2 separate regions of the Mus musculus genome follow, and region 2 is linked to region 1. A link is a contact called in public HiChIP or PLAC-seq data. All regions are on one chromosome and are shown on one strand. Each heading gives the region's core, a stretch centred on a gene start, on an enhancer-like site or on the middle of the called end of the contact. The rest is flanking DNA. Distances are from core to core; before and after follow the strand shown.

Region 1 (6,770 bases), core at 2,277-4,776:
AAAACCCAGAAGAAGCCTCTACACACAAGAGATTAAAGGCAGTAAGATTGCTGTTGGTTTGAGACTAACATGAGCTACAGGATGGGTTTGCTGGGTTACAAAGTAAGACCTTGATAATATAAACAGTGAACTAAAATAAGGAGCTGGAGGGATATCTCAGCTGCTAAGAACTCATAGAGCCCTTGCAGAGGATGGGAGTTAGGTTCCCAAAACCCTGGTGGGGTGGTTCACACTCTCTGTAACTCCAGCTCCAGGGGATACAAGCCCCTCTTCTGACCTCCATAGGCAACTGCAACAATATGTGCATACTCTCACATATGCAAACACATAGAAATAAAAATAGGGGCTAGAGAGAGATGGCCCAGTGGTTAACACAGCAGTTAAAAGCACTGGCTGCTCTTTGAGAGGACCTGGGATTCAATCCCCAGCTTTCAGATGGTAGCTCACAACTGTTTGTAACTTCTGTCCCTCTTCTGGCCTCCTTGGACACCAGTCATGCACACAGTGCACAGGCATATTGTAGTACACAGACATACATGCAGAAAAAAAAATGGCCGCATACATAAAATAAAAATGAAATTAAAAAGAAAAAAGAAGATAGGAATAATGGCTTATACTTGCAATCCTGGCACTTGGAAGGCCAAGGCAGAAAGATCAATACAGCTTCAAGGGTAGCCTGGGCTACAGAAGTAGCTGCCAGGCTAGTGAGACAGTCTCAAAACACCAACAGCAATAGCAATTGTATATGGTGCTAGGATATGGTTTCCAAAGTACATTAAACACACGAGATGGGAAATGAGAATATTGGCTGCTGGGAGCAAGATTAAGGAATGAATATATTTTAGGCTGTGACATCGAAACCCTTAGAGAAATGTGCAGAATACCTGGTATAAGATGTGTGCTTTCACAATGCTTTCCATTTCAAGCCTTTTTCATTTCCATATGGCAAACTCAGAACTCCTGCCAGGTTTGAAAGCAAATTGTCATCTGATGCTGATCACCAAGTTAGGCTCTCTGCTTTTTGCTTCCACCACAAAGCGTTAAAAACCTGGGCATGGTGACTCACACCTTTAATCCCAGCACTCTGGAGGCAAAGGCAGGCCAGGCGGATCTCTATGAGTCTGAGGCTAGCCTGGTCTACAGAGTGAGTTCAGGACAAGCAAGGCTATGTAGAGAGACCTTGTCTCAAAGAAACAACAACAAAACAAAACAGCAAGAAAACCACAAACCCTAAAAATTTAAAACAGGATACAGCTTCACCTATTCAACGAATTACATATTACAGAGAGTTTCATATAAAGAGAAATTTTGAATCAATAAATAAAAATGAGTTAACCACAAAAGAATGTGTGGCCGTGACAGGCAAGCTTACACTAAGAATTACTGATGCGCATGCGCGCAGGAAAGACGATCCTACTGGCAATGATCACATTCAGTGAGGTCAACCAGTCTCAGAAAGACAAAAACGTTTTCTATCACTAACGGATCCTAGATTTTAAATAGATACATAAAAGCAGGAATGTCTATATGACAGGAAAACAGAAGTAAGACTGTCCAGGAGAATAAAGGGGGTTACAGAGACGAGAAAGGGGAGCAGAGGGCTGGTGAGATGTTGAACACAGTTATTTACTTGTATGAACCTTCACAACGAAATAAAATTTAAAAGGAGAATTACTAATGCACAGACCTCAGAACGAACGACATGTCAGGAAATCACTGTCACTAGCAAGACGCTGGGGCAGTCATCTTCCAAAGTCCCTTCTAACTGTAAGATTCCAAATATCACCAAACAACTGACCCATAAAGCTGACCTGTGGTGCTTCAGTTCCCCTAACCAAAGCGGACCAAATTGCCCTCCCTACCAGGTAGCTATGCTCCTTGCTGGAAACTTCACATCGCCTTGTTCATAGGTCCCCAGTTTTCCCATATAATCTTATTCTTACAAGGCCTTAAAAAATCAGGACTGGGACTAGAGAGATGTTCAGTGGTTAAGAGCACCAACTGCTCTTCCAAAGGTCCTGAGTTCAAATCCCAGCGACCACATGGTTGATCAAAACCATCTGTAATGAGATCTGATGTTCTCTTCTGGTGTGTCTAAAGGCAGCTACAGTGTACTTACTTATAATAATCTAAGAAACAAACCAACCAGGACTGTAACTTACAGGCACTAGTCCTCTCCTTCCACAGTGTGGGATGTGGGATTGAACTCAGGTAGTCAGACATGACAGCAAGTACCTTTATCTGCTGAGCCTTTTTGCTAACCCTCATATTAGAATCTTTGATTCCTAGCAGATGCCTTGTGCATATTGAGCCATTAAAGTGCTTTTTGGAGCTTGCCCTTTGAGCCAGAATCTTGGATCGCCATGTCCCGTCTTGCCTTTTATGTCTACGTCTTCCTCTGTCACCCTACAAGTGGACGCCATATCCTGTACCTTATCTGTGTCTCTCACTCAGCCCAAGAAGAAAGAGTCCTGTATATACGTAGAAATGTGAGGAAGACGGGCTTCCTTCCACTTTTAACCACTGCCTCCTTGAGATGCTCAAAGGACACTGGGCCTGGTTCAGTCACTGGAAGCATCCTAACTGTGACAGCTCAGAGCCAACAACACCTTTGCCAGGCAGCTGCCTCCAGCACAAGAAACCGTGGAGAAAACTGAAGATGGATTGGCTCTGCTCCATCCTTCTCATCAGGCAGCTTCTCCTCTGAATTTGCTGGGTACTCAGCATCTTTACACTGCCCTCTGACCATAAAGAAGAAGCGGGAGTGGGAGGAAACTCCACAGAGTCCCAGCCACCTCCCCAGACACTTTACACTGCCGACCACTTGGTTGTTGCAGTAGGAATAGTTTTCATTTGCCCTTCTCAGACAGGGAGGCCGAAATTCAAAGTTTAGTTATTTGCTGTTCGACATCTTACAGAATGGAACAGTGGTTGGCAGAGACGGAAAGGGGTGTTGGGAGGACAGGAAGGAATTAAATGGGGCTGAAAAGCACAGAGGAGCTTGTGCCGCATGTTCTGTATCGCAGTTAATGGATTATAACGGCCTGTGATACGTTTTCAAGTGATTAAAAGTGAGCTGTAGACATGGCTCAGTCGGCAAGGGTGCTTGCACCAACACTGATAACCTGGGCTTGATTCCGAACCCACATGGAAGAAGGAGAGAACTGACTCCTGCAGGTTGTCCCCTGACTGCCTCCCACATACATATGCACACACTCACGCACAAACATTAAATAAATGTAAGAACATTTCAAAAAAAAAAAATCAGAGGAATCATAGACATGAGCATTGCCCTGGTCATTATCCTGATTTGATCGTTACATAATATACACATCTATCAAATTACCATAACTCACATCATAAAGATTACACTTACTATGCTCCAATTAAACAAGGTTTAGTAACTAGCACAAACTTTTAAATCGAGATTGAAACCAGATCTCCCTGACTCAAAACCTGTTTTACAGAAAACATCAATAGCAAAACTCTATTACACAAGCGTCAAGATGACAGGCCCTACAGGAGGCCACGGTGACCACGATGACACTGCAGTCCTGACATCATTTGGCCTCCAGCCTAGTCCAATTTACCTAGAAAAACGTCCAGTTTCCACATACACCACGAGAGGGAGCTAAATCCTACAAACTTGACTAAGCTTCCAGAGATGTCAAATGTCTTACTTGGATCCAGACTCTCTTCAAAAAGATTAGCTTGAATAAACATTTTGCCATGATAGCTCTTTCTAGGAAATAGATCTGACCCACCACTTCTCTGTTTCAAACCTTCAAAGGGTACATAACATGGACAGCTTAACAGAACTCCTCAGGACACGCCTCCCTCACAGACACTCACCTTCCCTAGTCTCCCAGCATCCCCTTTCTCCATGTTTCCCTTTCTCTAGCATGCTGTCTTCTCTGTCCCTGTTGCCCACCCCCCTCTCCCAGTCCACTCTGTTCAACAGCAAACAATACTTCTTAATCCACATATGTATCAGCTAACTCCTAACTCTCTTGCTTCTCTACCAGCCGTGACAAAAACTGTCTCTTCTGTTTCAAGTGAACATCTCCAGCTCCCTGAGGTACTAAGAGGTCCCAGGGGACAAACCCTGCTTTATAGTTGTGTGCATGCCCAGCCCTGCCAGGGAATAAACTCTTGTGTGCTAACCTAAGGGCTCCTAATTAAAGCCATCCACCTGTGGCTCATTTCAGGAGGCACCTTCAGAGGATCGAAGCAGAGCTCATAAAGATATTTTAAATTCTTCACTCCAGGCTCAGATTCAACTTAAAACATGTTGCAAATCAAGCCAAGGTGGCAGCTCATGTCTACAGCATCAACACTTGGAGGTATTAGCCAGAGGATCAGCCTTGGCTGCACAGTGAATTTGAGGCCAGCCTCACCTATAAAAGACTGGCTATCATCAGCCCTTCTGTATACCCCCGCTCTGGAAACATCATGGTATTAATCAGTATTCTAGCAGAAGAAACTATACGTCTCCCTTACTTACCATCTTACTTAAATAAAGGATGAAGGCATAGAGGGAACCAAATGCACTTTCCAGAGGTGGGACAGCTGCTGGCTCCTCTGCAATTGTCTCTAGTTGCTTTTGTACATCTCCAGCCCCAACAGGACCACCTTCCATTACAGGACCTAAAAGGGGGCAACGGACAACATATTTTCTTTTATGCTTTAAAAGAAGAATTTTTCTCTTCATTTAAATAGTTACAGAGTGCCCTCTAAATATTAGTCACTAAGTGTCATGGCTTGAATATGCTTGGCCCAGGGAGTGGTACTAGTTGGGGGTGTGGCCTTGTTGGAGTAGGTGTGTCACTGTGATTGTGGGCTTTTAAGAACCCCATCCTAGCTGCCTGGAAGTTAGTATTCTCCTAGCAGCTTTCAGATGAAGAGTAAAACTCTCCACTCCTCCTGCATCATACCTGCCTGGACTTTCCCCTGTTCCCACCTTGATGATAATGGACTGAACCTCTGCACCTGTAAGCCAGCCCCAATCAAATGTTGTCCTTAAAAGACTTGCCTTGGTCATGGTGTCTGTTCACCTGACAAAGACACTTAAGCATAGAACATTTGAGACTCCTAAGGAAAATCACAGAGAAAAGCGAAGCCTCTGGGGTTTTAACTGTGGAGCCATCAGACCCTTCAGTTACAAAACTAAGATCACCTCCAGTCTGCTCCATCATGTCTCTCTGCCATTCAGGGGAACTGAAAACAGAACCCAGATTTTATACATTCTCCATATAGACAGAATTGCCAGGCAAGGCATGCTTTTGATCCCTGGACTGCAGAAGCAGAGGCAGAAGGATGTCTATGAGTTCAAGGCCAAGCTGGTCTACAGCAACCAGCACTTATCAAAGAAAACCATACAGACACAATCACAGTCAGCAAACTCTGACTTGGTGATGATAGAACTCTATTAGAAACTTTAGGAAAGTTGGAAAAGAACGAGTTCTGGGGTCCAACAAGGTGGCTCAGGAAGAGTGCTTGTGGCCGAGTTTAATGACCTACAACCCACATGTCAGGAGAACTCTGACTTCTATAAAAGTCTTGTAGATAGACTAAACTAAGGCTTAGCATAGCTGGCATGTAGCAGATACTTAATATTTGCTGTATGGACAGGTGGCCACTACAGAAAATACAGTAAATCCCAGGAATGATGAAAAGAATTTCTTTCAGAGTGGAGACTGGCTTGGGGCTTTTGTGAAGGAAGAAAATCCAGTTATACCTGAGAGAATTACACACAGGGAAGTGAAGGGGCAGGGGTGGATCTCAGCTTGAGTTCCATGAGCCTGGCATGTGTTCTCAGCAGCAGTTATTGAGAGGCTGGACTGGGCCCTCTCGGGGTCTCTTCCCAACCTTAAAACCCAGTTCACTATGGACTGATGCCTGACAATGGGTGGCATTTTTTTCAGTTAGGTCAGCATCGTAGCATGTGAGGTGTGTGCAAGGACCCTAGAAGACTTGCCTAGAAAGGTGTCTGGGCACTGTGTAGGGGTGGGGGAAATTTAGAGCAGACATCCTCTTCCTAGTTCTGTTAGCACAACTTTTCTCAATCCTAAAGGTTTTGAGCAAATGAGCCATGGGTCTCAATGGTACCCGACTTATTTTCAGTCAACAGGGCCTCTCTAAATTAACAAGAATTTGGAGAATGTTTCACAAGGCTACGCTGTCCTCTGGGACACGGGAGACCACCGATATATCAGTCCATCTCGGCTCAGCTAAACCTCTCTCCACTGCGACACTTTGCACACTTTGTGTATTACCTGGAGAGCAGGGGATGTTACCCTAGTGACTCTGAAACCTTCATTTCTGCAGACTAAGGCTATAGCTACGCTTCACGCTCACACACACAAACACACACACACACATACACACATACACACACTAGAGCTGGAGCTGGCGTGGTAACGTTAACCTACCATGCAGGAGCCTCGAGTGTGATCCCCAGCACTGGACCACCTCCCAAAAGAAACCCCAGTGATGACATGATACTGTATTAGATAGCAAAACAGCACAATGAGAGCATCTGGTTTACTTGTGAAATGAGAGTGAGCGATGCTACGATTAGAAAACCACTAAGACCATTACTGAGGAAGTTTAGAACAAAAATGAAAAAGAACTTTTTATCTGACATCCAATAGTTCCTGTGTGCTGAAATCAAATACTTACAGTTACAAATGTCAGTCTGGGTTGGACTGTCATTCCCCCATAGTTTCCTAAAAGCATAGCATGGAAAGACACCGAGATGCCTCACAGTA
Region 2 (6,770 bases), core at 1,190-3,689, 39 kb after region 1:
CCAAGTCTCAGCCTAGGGTAGGAGCCTAACCCATATACTTCAGGAAAGTTGTAGTTGGATAAAGGTCTTCTCTAAACTGCCATGCAAGTTGGCTCTGACTTTATGCTTTTATTTTTTGCCACATTTTTTGTGATGGAGTGAAAGTTATTTGTGACATTTTCAATTGCTTGGTTGAATGAAGCTCATTTTTTAATCCAGGAAAGGTTCATAGGAATAATATTTTCTGAGACACTTTCAAAGCTTCCAGAAGATGTAGTTCATCACCATGACTTTAGTGAAAAGCAGTTGTACTTTCCTCCCCGTTGTAATACACATTCTTTAAGATTGGAGTCTAGAAAGCTGCTGTAGAAAGCTGCTGTGCAGACCCCTTCTCCAGACATTATCATCTAGGACTGTGCTGTGGGAACAGGAAGTGGTCTGAACTGAAGTGGTCTGAACCGGAAATGGTATGTAAGGACTAGAGAGAGAATGGATGATGAAGAGATGTTTGAAAACTTTGACATTGAAAGACCTCTGAAGGGAGACCCTCACTCAAGTCTCAGGATAATAGCAGACCCCCAAGAACTCACGAGAGACAAAGCTTGATGCAAACCACATGAGGCTTTATTTGGGGGAAAGCCAGAGCTCTGGGGACGACTCATATCCCACGTAGGGGAAGAGGAGTCGACCCCAAGGGGAAAGGGGTACCAGTTTTTATAGGCCCTTAGGGGGGAAAGGAGAAGGAGGGAGTAGGGGATTACCCAATCTAAACAATGTCTATTCTCAAGAAATGGGTATGGGAGGGGTACAAGGAAAGAGTCTGCTGCAGGTGCAGCAACCCTGGATTGGCCCCAGCTGTGGTTGCTGTGGAGATTTTCCGACTCTTCCTCAGCAACCAATATCACAAACACCTGGCAATGGGCTTCATCAGTGGGCACACACATGGGTTCAAGGAACGGTCAGAACATTGGCAGACACATGGGTTCTAGGAGTGGCCAGAGCATTGTGTACCTCTATTTTTCTAAACCAGTGAAGCTAGTTCTGCTAACAATGAATCTATTTTGCCAATTTCAGGGCTTCTGTGACCTTTTACATTCTGCCAGGATCTTTCAACATCACAACATCCTCCCACCCCTTTTTTGAGACAGGGTTTCTCTGTGTAGCCCTGGCTGTCCTGGAACTCCCTCTGTGGACCAGGCTGGCCTCGAACTCAGAAATCTGCCTGCCTCCCTCCCTCCTGAGTGTTGGGATTAAAGGCACGCACCACTACTGCTAGTATTTTCCCCCATTTTTATGAGCATGACCAAAATCAGCTGAGTCATTTTGATAAATCAAGATTCCAGATGACAAGCTAATCATTATCTTGGTGTGTGTGTGTGTGACTGCCCCTCCTTTGTCACATAGTTTAGCTTTGCCTGTAGTTAGGAGTATAGGTTTAAAGGCCCAGGCATAGAGGCACATGCCTTTAATCCCAGCACTTGGAAGCCAGACTGATTTCTGGGTTGAGGCCATCCTGGTCTACAGACTAAGTTCTAGGACAGCTAGGGCAATGCTGAAACATGGTCTTAGAAACAAAAATAAAACAAAACAAAAACTCAGCAACAAAAAGAAACAGTAAGGGCAAAGACACAAAGAACTGTATAAATAACTTTTCTCTAGTGCCTATGAGCACTGCATACTGTTTACATAGAAAACACGGAATAAAATACCCATCGCATTAAAAAAAAAAAAACAACTCTTCATACAAAGTCTTTTTATAGACCCTTAGGTTTCTATGATACTCGGATTCTGTTCTCGAGCAGTAAATTCAAAGTTCCAGAGGAGTCCATGCCATCACTTATGCAGCCTTCAGTACGTTCTTTTTTATTTTAGTTCCAATAACTTTAAAGTTGTCTTCCTGTAGCTTTTACTCATTAATGCGTGTTTTCACCACTGGTGCCAGTCTGTTCATTTAACGGATCAGCCCTTGAAAATACATCTGCCATTCTCCATGGTCCTTTTCAAAGGCTTAACAATTCCACTATCTACCTCCAGAATTAACACATGGCTGTGAATGTCTCTCATGAAAGTGGGATCCAGACCCATCCCTACAACAATCCACGTTGAAAAGGAAAAAGATTCTTGCTCAAACTGTGAGGCAGGAAGTCACTTAAATCAGATGCTAGCAGCAACTGGGATCGGCTATGCGTTCCCTTGTCACACTCGACTTTGCGATGGAAATCTTCCAATTTCGTTAAGGCTCAGGCTAAATTGTCAATCTGGGCCAAACCAATGGGGAGGCGGAAGTCAACATCCACTTCCGGGCCTCGTCCGGAAGCCTCTTCAGAGCTGGATAGGCTCTGCATCTTTCCCACAGGTAACGCTCCTGTGGGGGCGTGGCCACGCATGCGCACTACCTGAATGCCCACCAGGCTGGTTCTGCGCAAGCTCCCAGGAAGCGCTCGTTAACTGCTTCCGGACAGGGTTTTCCGGGGCGGCGAACAACGTGGAGTCGGGCGACTCTGGAGCTTGGATTTAGCGGCTCGCGGGCTCCGTACGCCTTGCGCTTTCAGTGAAACAGGAAAAGGTGTGTGAGCCTCCTGCTTGTTCCTTCTGCGGTTTCCTCTTGACTTTGTGCTCCTGGGCTCTGAGACCGTAAGTTACAGAGATCGTGAACTTTTGGTTACCGTGGCAACAGCCACCACGCCAACCTTCCCCAGGCCAGTTTGAGTCTTTGAGGGCCAAGGAAGGATTTGCGTTGTCTCCTTACCGTGTGTGGTAAGGTCGATTTCTAATTCAGGTGCTATTTCAAACTTTTTCGCGGAACGGCTGAGATTGATTTTTTTTAAAGGCCTAATCTGGATTTAAGGCGGAGAAACAAAATTTGAGGCTGGCCAACTCTTTGGGAGATGGGTCAGCAGGTAGTGGCAATTACTGTCAAGCCGGGTGAGTTCGATCCCCGGATCTACACAGTTGAAGGACCCCTCTAGATGATTCTCTGACCTCCACGCGTGCGCCGTGGCTTCTTCCGACAATAAACAAAGTGTAATATTAAAAAAAGAAATCGTACCGGGCGGTGGTTGCGCACGCCTTTAATCCCAGTACTTGGGAGGCAGAGGCAGGCGGATTCCTGAGTTCGAGGCCAGCCTGTCTACAGAGTGAGTTCCAGGACAGCCAGGGCTACACAGAGAAACCCTGTCTCGGAAAAAAACAAAACAAAACACCCCCAAAAAGAAAAGAAAGAAATCGTTTGTCAGCAGGCTTCAGGTTCGATCTCTAGCACCGCAGAAAACAAAGAAAGCAACGCCAGTTGATAAGGGTGAGGGTACCGAACTAGGGTGATGCTGTGGGATTGCAGAAGGGAGGGACGCGTTCAGTGGAATTCGTAGCTTCAGTATTTGATGGATACGCAGAACAAGGGTCTTGAGCATTTTGACATTTAAATCCATGTCCAGTGGCATGTAGCTGCTTTTGTCGAGTCATTTCTTTGCCATGGGCCGCTGCCGACCCCCTTACGTTTTTTGTCATACCGGCTCGTCTGTGTGCTTTGTGTTTCCCAGACTTTTGTCTTCACCGTTTCTCAGTCCTAACTTGGAAGGAAATACGGTTGCTGCTATGATTATCTTAGATAACTTATGGGCTATTTATGTGGTTAAGTTCCGAATACATACTAGCAACTGCTGCTACTGTACGTGCGTGTTATATATTCTTTTTTTTTTTTTAAGATTTATTTATTTATTATATGTAAGTACACTGTAGCTGTCTTCAGACACTCCAGAAGAGGGCGTCAGATCTTGTTACAGATGGTTGTGAGCCACCATGTGGTTGCTGGGATTTGAACTCCGGACCTTCGGAAGAGCAGTCGGGTGCTCTTACCCACTGAGCCATCTCACCAGCCCCGTGTGTTATATATTCTTAAGCTTCTTTCTGTAGCTCGAGTTTTTTACTTTGCAATTAAGGATGTTTCGTTTCTGTATGTACTTGATACATAGCTGTACTGTATTTTTTTAAAAACGATTTTTATTTTACTTTTATCTTCTGTGTATGAGTGTTTGCCACATTTATGCACACTGCTGTGTACCTGTTGAGGAGGTTGGATGCCTTGGAACTGGGGTTCCAGAAGGCTCTGAACTGCTGTATGGGTGCTGGGAACTGAACCCAGGTCCTCTTGAAGAACAGCAAGTGCTCTTGGCTGCTGAGCCATGTCTCCAGTCCCCACTCTTCTTTTTTTCTTTTTTAAAGTGGAACTTTAGTTTCACCTGTTGCCGACCTAAACAGATTGAATGCATACTTAAAAAAACAACCTGACAGGTACAATGAGTTGCTACTCAAATGATCCTCATTAGACAAAGAGGTAGCTGCTTCAGTTTCCGGTGGGTTAGCATGTGCTGAAGCTAACTAATACTCTCTGGAATAGATGATGAGTGATTTCGGTGAAGAGTTGACAAAGCTGGCTGTGGCAGAGGATAACCCAGAAACGTCGGTGCTCTCTAAAACGGGAATGCATTTCCCATGGCTTCACAAGCACGTTGAAGCTGTAGGTAAGTGAGACAGCGTTGAAGCTGTAGGTAAGTGAGACAGCGTGGAAGCTGTGGGTGAGTGAGACAGCGTTGAAGCTGTGGGTGAGTGAGACAGCGTTGAAGCTGTGGGTGAGTGAGACAGCGTGGAAGCTGTGGGTGAGTGAGACAGCGTGGAAGCTGTGGGTGAGTGAGACAGCGTGGAAGCTGTGGGTGAGTGAGACAGCGTGGAAGCTGTGGGTGAGTGAGACAGCGTGGAAGCTGTGGGTGAGTGAGACAGCGTGGAAGCTGTGGGTGAGTGACACAGCGTGGAAGCTGTGGGTGAGTGACACAGCGTGGAAGCTGTGGGTGAGTGACACAGCGTTGAAGCTGTGGGTGAGTGAGACAGCGTTGAAGCTGTGGGTGAGTGACACAGCGTTGAAGCCTTTCACTCCTCCACCAGGAAGCATTAGGAGTGAACACAGACACAGAATGGATACCCAGGCGAGTTTGCTCTTTTTATTCCCTTTTTAAAATTTAATTTTATGATTTTATTTTTATATTTTACTTTATTTGTTGTTGAAACAGGGTCTTGCTCTTTGTCCCTGGTTTGCCTTGAACTCACTTATGTTTCTCGAGCTGGTTTAGAACTCATGGTTGGTCTCTTTCTCGCCTCGGCCTCCATGTGCTGGGATTACAGGTAGTCACCTTGGTGTCTGTTTATCTTTTGAAGATTAGATGGGAGGCTCTTCCTTTTCTTTCTTACAGCTGTAGACAAAAAGGAAGCACTTCTATCTTAGCATGGGCAAAATATTGGGGCCTTAGAGCTGAAGGCGCTGTGGCCTCACTGAGGAGCACATGCATCGGACGTGCTAAGGGGACTTCTGCTGCATGGAGTGTGTTTGAGATGCGTTTTCCTTTGTTTTCATCTAGTGTAGATGCAGACAGGGTTTTCCATGGGTTAACTTCCGTCAGGCTGTATAAGGGCGTGGTGAGTGGGGTGCTGCCGTTAGTAAGTTAATCCTTAATAAATGGCATTTTTCATGTGAGGATCTGGATTGCCAAGAAATTAAACTCTTTTCTTTTTCTTTTTTTGAGACAGGGTTTCTCTGAGTAGCTCTGGTTGTCCTGGAACTCACTCTGTAGACCAGGCTGACCTTGAACTCAGAGATTTGCCTACCTCTGCCTTCCAAGTGCTAGCTTTCAAGGCTGTGCCGCCTTGCGCAGAGAAATTAAACTCTGAATAGTGATTATGGAAGCAAATCAGGTGTGTCCAATCTCAGCTCCTGTACTTTTAACCGACTGCAAGGAGGCAGCTGGAGCTTGGCCCGAGAGCAGCCCTCAATTAGGCGAGTGAAAGCTAGTTATTTGAGCAGATATTTTGCTAGTTGCCTCCGATTGTTGGCGATTTGAGGAGCTTGTTTAGTTCTTGTTAAATGCAGAGTCTGTTTCAGAGCCAGCTGAAGCGAAGTAGTCTCCATTTCTAATTAGCTTTCAGGTAATTCCAGTACTGCTAGTCTCAGGAACACGTGAGCAATTCGGCTGAGGATCCCGGCTGATTAGAGTTGGCATTAAATGGTCCGGGAAGTGCCTGGTCTGTGCTGTGGACTTCTCCCACCCACAGCCCCTGTCAAGTCAGGGTCTTGCTGACCAGCCTGACAGGTCTGGAACTTGCTCCCCAGACCAGGTTGGCCTCAGATGTGCAGCTGTCCTCCTGCTTTTGTCATGTGATTGCTGGAGTGACAGACGTGTCACCATGCCCAGCTGAGGGACTGTAGTTGTCATCATGGTTCTACTTACATTGTCCCCTATTCAATTTGCTATGTGCAGTGTCTCACAGCACTCAGTAAACTGTCTTGGCAATTTTCAGGTGTTATATACATTGTTAAGTTTAATAGTTCCAAATGATAACATTCTCACCACATGATGGATTTTTAAAATGAAATTGTTACTTTTTTTTTTTTTTTTTGAGACAGGGTTTCTCTGTGTAGCCCTGGCTGTCCTGGGACTCGCTCTGTAGACCAGGCTGGCCTCGAACTCAGAAATCCTCCTGCCTTTGCCTCACAAGTGCTGGGGTTAAAGGCGTGGACCACCACTGTCCGGCAGAAATTGTTACTTTTAAAATAGATCTGGTAAATCTAAATCATATAGAAATGTAATATATTCTGTTACTAGTTTTCAAAAATTGAGAAAAAGCTTTTAATAGATGGAAGTTTTTAACTAATTGATTGATTAATTAATCAATTTGGTTTTTCAAGGCAAGATTTCTCTGTGTAGCCCTGGCTGTCCTGGAACTCACTCTGTAGACCAGGCTGG

What was found. HiChIP or PLAC-seq counts read pairs in DNA pulled down with a chosen protein or histone mark.
Region 2: a contact with region 1 is called in an H3K4me3 HiChIP or PLAC-seq map of the SCID.adh cell line, with 60 read pairs. The contact joins the promoter of Taf1a here to the enhancer-like site in region 1. A contact is called at or near these places in 1 of 39 promoter capture datasets (the 3T3-L1 cell line), 2 of 15 datasets of contacts at CTCF or cohesin (CD8 T cells and pro-B cells), 52 of 484 Hi-C or Micro-C datasets (the 63-12 cell line, the C10 cell line, CD4 T cells and 27 more), 14 of 115 datasets of contacts at active chromatin or transcription factors (the 230-238 cell line, CD8 T cells, the SCID.adh cell line and 7 more) and 4 of 9 other capture datasets (adipose tissue, bone marrow-derived macrophages, liver and 1 more).

The regions. Positions count from the first base shown.
Region 1 is chr1:183,346,460-183,353,229 of GRCm38.p6, forward strand. Mia3 (melanoma inhibitory activity 3) reads right to left here. Exons shown (of 26, transcript NM_177389.3): 6 at 4,505-4,647. It overlaps Gm34102 (a long non-coding RNA gene), which reads left to right. Exons shown (of 2, transcript XR_389733.4): 2 at 2,293-3,115. Among named protein-coding and RNA genes, the nearest start is that of Gm34102, 4.3 kb to the left of the region's middle. Within about 2 kb of position 3,527, at least 57 of the 459 cell types and tissues checked have an H3K27ac peak or open chromatin away from gene starts, as enhancers often do. A contact at or near this core is called in the 63-12 cell line, the SCID.adh cell line, Th1 cells and 7 more, where this site is marked.
Region 2 is chr1:183,386,546-183,393,315 of GRCm38.p6, forward strand. Taf1a (TATA-box binding protein associated factor, RNA polymerase I, A) reads left to right here and starts at 2,440. Exons shown (of 11, transcript NM_001277959.1): 1 at 2,440-2,613; 2 at 4,376-4,499. The coding sequence starts at 4,376.